3 separate regions of the Sus scrofa genome follow, and all the other regions are linked to region 2. The links are chromatin contacts, called in public HiChIP or PLAC-seq maps. All regions are on one chromosome and are shown on one strand. The core of a region is the stretch at or near the end of the contact, and the rest is flanking DNA. Distances in the headings are between cores, read along the strand shown.

What was found. HiChIP or PLAC-seq counts read pairs in DNA pulled down with a chosen protein or histone mark.
Region 1: an H3K27ac HiChIP or PLAC-seq map of skeletal muscle shows a contact between it and region 2, with 9 times the contacts expected there. The contact joins two enhancer-like sites. A contact is called at or near these places in 3 of 47 Hi-C or Micro-C datasets (heart right ventricle, psoas muscle and skeletal muscle) and 1 of 2 datasets of contacts at active chromatin or transcription factors (skeletal muscle).
Region 3: a contact with region 2 is called in an H3K27ac HiChIP or PLAC-seq map of skeletal muscle. The contact joins two enhancer-like sites. A contact is called at or near these places in 5 of 47 Hi-C or Micro-C datasets (embryonic fibroblasts, fetal heart ventricle, liver and 2 more) and 1 of 2 datasets of contacts at active chromatin or transcription factors (skeletal muscle).

Annotation. Positions count from the first base shown.
Region 1 is chr2:143,729,667-143,732,366 of Sscrofa11.1, forward strand. The region is part of intron 7 of NDFIP1 (Nedd4 family interacting protein 1); the gene reads left to right. Among named protein-coding and RNA genes, the nearest start is that of NDFIP1, 42 kb to the left of the region's middle. Within about 2 kb of position 1,350, at least 4 of the 83 cell types and tissues checked have an H3K27ac peak or open chromatin away from gene starts, as enhancers often do.
Region 2 is chr2:143,916,342-143,919,083 of Sscrofa11.1, forward strand. No RefSeq gene overlaps it. Among named protein-coding and RNA genes, the nearest start is that of SPRY4, 26 kb to the left of the region's middle. Within about 2 kb of position 1,255, at least 46 of the 83 cell types and tissues checked have an H3K27ac peak or open chromatin away from gene starts, as enhancers often do. A contact at or near this core is called in retroperitoneal adipose tissue and skeletal muscle, where this site is marked.
Region 3 is chr2:144,084,992-144,087,787 of Sscrofa11.1, forward strand. No RefSeq gene overlaps it. Among named protein-coding and RNA genes, the nearest start is that of FGF1, 150 kb to the right of the region's middle. Within about 2 kb of position 1,355, at least 11 of the 83 cell types and tissues checked have an H3K27ac peak or open chromatin away from gene starts, as enhancers often do. A contact at or near this core is called in retroperitoneal adipose tissue and skeletal muscle, where this site is marked.

The sequences.
Region 1 (2,700 bases), core at 100-2,599, 190 kb before region 2:
GCCTACACCACAGCCATAGCAACACCAGATCCAAGCTGTGTCTGCAACCTACACCACAGCTCAGGGCAACGCCGAATCCTTAACCCACTGAACAAGGCCAGGGATCGAACCTGCAGCCTCGTGGCTCCTAGTGGATTCATTTCTGCTGTGCCACAATGGAAACTCCTTTTTTTTTTTTTTTCCTGTCCACCCTGCAGCACACAGAGTCCCAAGCCAAGGATCAGGTCTGAGCCACAGTTGTAGCAACACTGGATCCTTAACCCACTGTCCCAGCGGAGGATCAAACCCGCGTCCCAGGGCTGCAGAGGCACTGCTGATCTTGTTGGGCCACAGTGGGAACGCCTCATCTTGCTTCTAACACACGACAGGTTGTCACGACAATACAGGTTGAGAGAAAGCCTGAACTTCTCGGTTTTCCGGTATCTTTGGGGACTTTGTTAAGGGTTTTTGTTTGCAAAATAGGTTGTTACTGTTTGGATTTTCTAGACGTTCTGAGATGTTTTCTGCATGGATTCTAAAAGGAAAGCACAGCAGGCTTAGCATCGTGGTTTGAGGCAAGGGTGCTGTGGGAGCTGTGAAGGGCCATTACAGGCTGGTCCCTCCCTATGGCTTGGGGACAGAGGCCTTCGGTGCCTTCCGAGTGGTCAGGGGCCCGGCCGTCCCTGAGAGCCCCATCGAGGGCGTGGTGGGTTTCTCTGCTCTCCTGTCTGGCTTTGATGTTGTCGTTGCTTTGAAATCATTTCCGACGCGCCCAGAGGACTCAGAGCTCTCCGTTAGGGCTCTGGGGACTTGGAGCCGAGGTGAGAAGTCGAACGGCTTCCTTCCTAACTTGCAGCAGCCCCGAGAGAGCCGGCACAGCCGCCCTCTGTCCTGTGGGGCCGCGTCTCCTTTGTCCACCGACGGGGCTGAGAACCGTCCCTCCCGATCCAGTGTTTGCTTCCTCTGGGAGGTTTAGTGGCAGATGTGCAGTGACCGCAGGAAGGTCTTCTTTTTCGTTCGCTGACTGAGCCTTCTGTCTTCACCTGTCACCTGTCGAAAGCGAGCTTCCTTCTTGCCAGAAAGGTGCTTCCTAAAGTAACGGCGGTAGAGAAAAACCACTCGCTTCTCATGCTACGCTCTGGCCTCGTACTAGGCAGAAGTATCAGGAGAGGGCCTCTTCCAGAAGTTCGGGTGGCCGCGGATAGAGGAGCCGCTCACACGCCGCAAGCTCCGGTGGCCTCAGCAGGCCGCTTTCTGAGCAGCCCAGGCGGACGTTGCAGGAGCCGGACACCGCGGCCCGTGGGCAGGGACCGCGGGGCAGCGCTCAGGTTGCCTTTCAGAGCCCATTTAGGCTTGTAAAGGAAATCTGGTTTCCTGCCTCCCAGCAGGAAGCTCCAGAAGGAACTGCTAGAGCTGAGCCCAGTGGCAGCCCCGAGTGGCTCTGCGGAGGCAGGAAAGAAAAGGTTCCTTCTGTCGTGTTGAAAAAGAAGCAGATGCCTTTTAGGAGCGTCTTTGTCTGAAATGGTCAGAAATGTCCAGGGTTCACTGGACAATAACCACGAGTCTTTACCGCTCGCCCTGGCGCCGCCCCGTCGTCGAGGGCGTTAACTGCTAAGACGTCTCTGTATGTGAAGCAAAATACAGCTTCAATTTTTTTTTTTTTTGCTTTTTAGGGCCACACCCACCGCACATGGACGTTCCCAGGCTAGGGGTGGAATCTGAGCTGCCGCTGCCGGCCTACAGCCGCAGCCACAGCCACGCCGGATCCTTAACCCACTGATCAAGGCCAAGGATTGAACCCGACTCTTCATGGACACGAGTCAGTTCATTAACCACTGAGCCACGAAGGGAACTCCCCACCTGAAATTTTTTTCTTTGAACCACCCTGAAGTAGGAGGAGGAAAGTTTGCGAGCCTTGGTGGCACGGATGAGCCAGGGCCCTTCATCATTAGACAGTGATGGCTGCGCCCTAGTGAGCCAGACCCAGGAGGGTGAGAAACGGTCTCCTTTCCTCCTTTGGGGAATCTCCTCCCCCGCAGTGTCTCCTGGGTCATTGAAGGAAATTCACCTCGAGTTAGTTTGACTCCCTGGACTGGATGGTAGCAGGACGGTCGCGCATGTTTCCAGGGGAAGGTCTGCTTGAAAAAAAAATCACCAAGTGTCCGAAGAGCAAGTGTGCTTCCTCTGCACGTCCGATGATGTGTGGGCCGTTGGGGTCCTTTTGTTTCTGAAGTGACCTGAAGTTGAGTAGTAATGTGTCCCTCCTTCCTGAAACCTGATGGCTCTGCTCGCGTTCGCGTGCTCTCCCTGCGTCGCGCTGGCCGGAGCAGGACTCCAAGGCTTAGAGAGCCGGCGGTGCCTCTGCCGCAGTCTTTGTCCTTGGGCGTTTCTGGGGTGGCTGAGATCGCCCGTCGGCAGCCTCGCCAGGCCTCCGGATGGCTTCTTACTGTTGGTGGAGTGGCTCCGACTTGGCGAGCTCTCCGAAGGCGGATGGAGGGCCGTGGTGGGAGCAGGAGGAACGACGGAAGGCGGCCGGGCCATTGTCCCGACTGTGTCCCCTGTGCGTGCACAGCTCTGGTGCTTTGACCTCAGGGCAATTATTGAATCAGTTTTAATCTGCTCGTGGAACCTGATGAAACTGGATTTACTTAGGGTTATAATGACTCTCGCCAGCCCCACTGCAACATTCTGTGTTTGACGTCTGTCTCCCCTTTGTCTTTC
Region 2 (2,742 bases), core at 5-2,504:
GCCTGGCGAACTTCCATGTGCCAAGGGCGCAGCCCAAAAAATAAATAAAAATAAATAGAATATGACCCTTAATCAGAGCACTTAGAGCGTGTGAAATAATCGTCTTGGTCGGTTTGTTCCTTCCTTCCTTTATTCCAGAATCTAGACCCCCTGGGGACAGGGACCCGTTCTGTCTAGTTCCTGCTGTACCCTCAAAGGGTGACCAGCGCTTAGTGAGAAATACTCATGAAATGACTGAATGAACGAAATCCCAGGAGAGCAGCTGAGTCTATTTTATTTTTTCGGTCCTAGCCATCTGATTCTCATTACTCCTACAGCTCGGGAAGCCTCTTTCTGCTTTGGCGTTTTATAAACCTCGTGTGCGTACGTCGACGTTTTAACCATAAATCCAGAGCTTTTCAGGGGTGGAAAAATTCGAGGCCAAGGGATGGGGGGAGGGGGATAAGATCGACCCGGAGGTCCGGAGCCCGGGCGGCGCTGCCCCAGGGTTAGGGGGGCGGGGGTCGGGGGTGAGGGGAACCGTCGGTCGGTCGGGCGCCCCTCCGCTCCCAGCCTGCCCCTCAGCGGGGGATGGCCCGGGGCTGTCACATCCAGCAGAGGGATGCGCCGCCGCCGCCTGCCCCTCGCGTCCCTTGATGCGGAGGAGGGGCGAGGAGGGGGAGGAATGCCGCGGGGGAGGGGTCGCGGCCCCGGGGCGGCGCGGGCAGCCGCCCCCGCATTCCGGCCGCGCGCCCCGGGAGGTGGCGCCTTGGGGAGGCTGTATTATTATTACTATTTTTTGAGCCGCGGGGGAGCAGGGTGGGGGAGGGGGGCCCGTGCGTGTCCCTTTAAGAGCCAGAGCGCGGCCCCCGCCTCGCAGGCGCCCGGAGCCTCACAAAAGAACAGGATGTTGTTGATTTGTCACCAAACCACAGAGAGGAAATGATTGTAAATTTCCTTTAAACATCCCCACCGCGCTCCGGCCGCCCCCGCTTCCGCCTCCGCCGCCCCCGCCCGGCCGGGCGCAGCGGGGCCTCGGCGCTCCCGCGGGGCGCCCGCTCCCCGGCCTCCCGGCCGCCCCGGCCAGGCCGCAGGCCCGGGCCGGCTCCCGGGCGCCGGCGGGAGGAGCCCCCGCCCCGCCGCGCCCCCGATCGCGTTCCAGTTGCTTTCTTTTGATTATTTTTTCAGCCGCTGCCGCAGAGAAAGGGCCTCCGCTCGTGTGCAGCCGCGCGCGCCGCCCTTGTCTCCTCGGCCTTTCCCTCCCCGAGCGGATGAGACCCGCCCGGGCGCCCCGGGCTCTGCCCAGAGGGGGCCTGGGTGCGCCCCCGGCCCGTTTAGCCCCAGGACTCCCTGCACTGCCTCCGATCAGGAGCTCCAGGATCGGGAGTGGAGAGTAGGGGCTGGGGAGACTGAGGCCCAGGAAGGTTAGGCTACAGCAGAAAGTCACCAGCCTTCCTGGAACCCCCTGGGGACTCTTGGGACACCCTACCTCGGTTTGGTCCACTCACTCCGAGCTTATGTTTATAACCCCCTAGCCACACTGCCGCCCGAACATCCTAGAAGCCCCGAGTCATCAAAGGTGGCAGTTTCCATTGAACGTCCAGTGTCACAGTTACTTAAGGTTATTTCCTGAGCCGCATCCCCCACCATTTCCCGTTGGACACCTCTCTTTTCGGGAGCTGCTTGGGTCTCAGTTACACCTGTGCTTTTCTGCACCCTTACTTCGCCCACCCCTGCCCCTGTTATTGGTTAAGATTTCTGGAAGCCTCTGGTGGAGTCAGATTTGCTCCCAACCTGTGGCCCGGAGCGACGTGGTGAAGGCTGGTCTGTGGTCTAGGCCAAGGCTGCGTCCGCTCTACAGAGGGTTCTTTTGGAGCAGTCAGTGCTTCTGATTCTGGCACAGGCTGCCCTGGGCTTCTTGGCTTGAATATTCAAAGCAGCAGCTAATGTCTCAGGCATGGTGTTCAGCTCATTCTCTCATTTCCCTTGCAGTGGTCCCATGAGCTTGGCATTGCTCTTCTCTTTATACAGATGAGGAAACTGAGGTTCAGAGAGATCAAGGAACTGGCCCAGGTCACAGAGAAAGGTGCAAGCGATGGGACTCGAGTCACTACCCTCTGGTTCCTGGTGGTTTCCCTCTTTGGTGCCTTAAGGTTGATCATTTGCTTTGGGGGGGACTGGGAGTAAAAGATTACAGGAACCCGAGTGGCTGGCACCTTAGGTTGCAGTCTTCCATCCTGGGGCCATATGAGATCCTGAGTGCCTTGGAGGAAGCGGGGAGCCTGGCGTGGAGTCTGAACGCTTTCCACTCTACTCGAATGGGAAATTGAAATCCTTTTAAGAAAGGAACTTGATGCTGGATGCCTAAAGCTGAATGGGTGCCAAGCCCCCCCCACTCCCTGCCCCCACGTCATTTCTAGACCCTGGATTCTAAGCTCAGAGTGGGGGAGGTGGATGGGGGTTGGGGGAGGGTGGCTTGTATTTGCCTCTGGGCATCATCAGTGTCCTGCAGAATGCTTCAAGTCATTGCGTGCCTGCTCTGTACCGTGCAGGGTGCCAGGGGCTGTATCTGGGCTTTCTCATTTGCTCCTAAGAAGGATCCTAAGTGATGAAAAGTTGGTTCCCAGATAAGTTGGCACCTAGGAATGGTGGAGCTGGAGTTTCCATTCTTCCCCACGGGGTCCCCGGGTCTGTGTTAAGAGGAAGTCATCCAGGCACCCCGAAAATGGGGCTATAGTGCTTGCCTTCCGCTGGTGCCGGTGG
Region 3 (2,796 bases), core at 105-2,604, 170 kb after region 2:
GTTTCTTTTTTTAAGCTAATATTCCAAATTTCTTAGGAAAGTCAACTTAGACATCCAGGACACAGGAAACGAGGCAAGAGGCCGTAGCCAGCTGCCTCAGAGGACCTGGGACACTTTCTTAATAACTTCCAGATGGTTCCACAGAAATTGTTAACATCTTGGGAAAAAAAAAAAAATCAGCTGCAGGAGAAATGAGATTCAAGTGGTTGAGGAAGCACAGCCCAGGGCAGGGTCCCCAGGGACCAGAGTGGATCTGAAATAGAAACCTTTGCCTGGGGGTTACTGCTTCCTATGGCAAGGCCCAAGGGGAGTGGGTGAAGTCCAGGGTTTTAGTAGAGATTTTGCGTTGGCAAGGGAGCCCCAACCAAACTGAATTGCTGCTGATGGTAATCCATGGATTAACCCGTGTTTGCAAACTTTTTACCTTAGTATTTTTTCTTTGTTTCTGAGAGAATAATTTACCTCCCAAGTATATCTGTTAGGCTGATAAGGCCCAGGGCTTAGAGCCTCTGAGGTTTTGAGGGCCTGAGGCAGAATATAACCCTGAAAAAATATTCTGTATACAGTATTTTTGTAATTGTGATATATATATATATGAGCAATAGATAACTTACTACATTTTATAATACATACATATGTATTTTTCGGCATATGGCAAGAAACCCACAAAATTTAAATCAGTACACGTCTAATTACATGCCTGCAATAGCTAGCTAGCATCATGGCGCCTCAGTCAGTTCTTAGACTGAGTGCTTATTAGAAATTTGATTTCACTGGAAGACTGTATGTTACGTTTTTGTATTTCCCAAGCATGGTCCAGACTTCAAGTCCTTGGATGCATGTAGTTCTTGAAGTGAAATTTGGAAATCCTTGCATGATTTTACAAGCATCTTTGATAGGGGATGTGTATTGTGTCTGTTTACATCGAGTGGGGAAGAGAGTGCAGCCCTGGGTTGAAGAGCTGAGGGTGGAGGAGGGCCGTGAACGCAGCCCTCCTTGCTGAAGAGGTGCGTGCTTCCTCTGCCTCCTCTCCATCGCCTTCCCCCAAGGAAGAGGAAACGGCTTGTTTGTGGAATGTAAGTGTTTGCACGCAAATCGAATCACTTCTTTGGAAACAAAAGTAGGGGAGAGGGAGCCGCAGATTCAGGGCTCAGTTGAGCCACCTCCCTGCATCCTGCCCCTTACCTGGGTTGCCCTAAGCCCACCAGGGGCACCTCCTGCCTCCCATCCTGTCTGAGGGTCCCCCCCTCCTTTGTACATTAGTTCCTTTGTCTGCCCATGACACTAGGAGCTGAGAGCTGGAGAGGCTGTGGAGGGCGAGTTGGTTGGCTTGCTTTGCAGTTCCTGTAGCCTAAAGCGTGTGGGAGTGGGGATTGAGCAGTAAGAACATCCACACCCTGGAACTGTTGGTCTGAAATGCCTAGGGTATTTAGTATAAAATCTGTGTGTAACTGCAAAAACAAACAGACAAAACCCAAGCACCTACTACAGGAATCAGAATTTTTGCAGCAGGCAACATTACCAAAGACCCGCAAAGAGAGCCCCAAACATGGTTCTGGGGCCCTAACCAGGTAAAGTCATTAGATGGCGTTATCCCTTTCCTTTGGGATTTAACATTTAAGCTTCGGCTTCTTGGGATTCAGCCCGAGGAGCCCCAGGAGAATATGCAGTGACTCCTTCCTTCCTCCCCAAACTGAAAGCCGGGCTATTACAATTCCAAATGGACGCAGAGTCCTGCCAAGTTCATAGGAAACTGGAATGACAGCGTAGGTTCCCACCGCTAGGAGTAGCAGAAGCTGAAGGCTCAGAGAATAAGTAACATCTCCCTTGTGATTCCCAAATGCGTCTATTTTTACTTTAAGGGGTTCTGGGTTTTCATTCAGTTTTGTGAACTGAGGAATCCATTTGGGATTTTCACCAGCTCTATTAAAATGAAAGCATGCAGCTCCTCCGCAGTGTACTGAAGCATCTTCCGTGATAGGTCAGAAAGAACTGCAGAGTTTGCTTTTGAAGATGGGCGAAGCATTGTCAACTGAACTTCAGTAGATACATTCTAGACTCATGGCAGAGTACAGGATCAGTTGCTAAATCCATATCCAAGAGATGTTGGCTTTGACATGGTATGATTGATCATTGAAACAAAGTCATAAAGTTGCTGCTCTGAGGGAGGTCCCTGGTAGCTCAGCAGGTTAAGGACCTGGTGTTGTCACTGCTGTGGCATGGGTTCGATCTCTGGCCTGGGAACTTCCACGTGCCACAGGGGAGGCCATTAATTAATTAATTAATATAGTTGCTGCTCTGAGATGGACGACTTGTGTTTATATGTATGAAATGTATGGATATTTCTAAGTATAGGATTTTTTGTGGGGCAGGAGGCTAGGAAGGAAACTCATAAGTAAAACAGGTATCTTTTTGCTGGTAATGTTGAGAAAGATTTCTTTAAATATGTGTTATTAATCATTCTTTGAAACAAGCTTATTGGCTCATGGATGGTATTCTTTCTTTCCAGCTTCTTCGGCTGGAATCTCTGCCTCCATGTCCCCTCTGTAGTGTATGCTCCGCAAGGCAGGGAGCTTAGCTATCTTGACTCTATATTCCAGAACCAGACTAGGGCTCCCACATAGTAGGAGCTCAATAAATGTCCCCCCCTCCCCCCTGCTTCTGCCAACAAATGGAAACCTTCCTTTTCCTTGGCTCTTTTAAAAGTTCCTGGTAGAAAAAACAAAAAGGTTAATTGTGAAAAAGGACACAACACGTTTTGCTAGGTGACTGAGTTTTCTGTGGCACTTGTAGCTG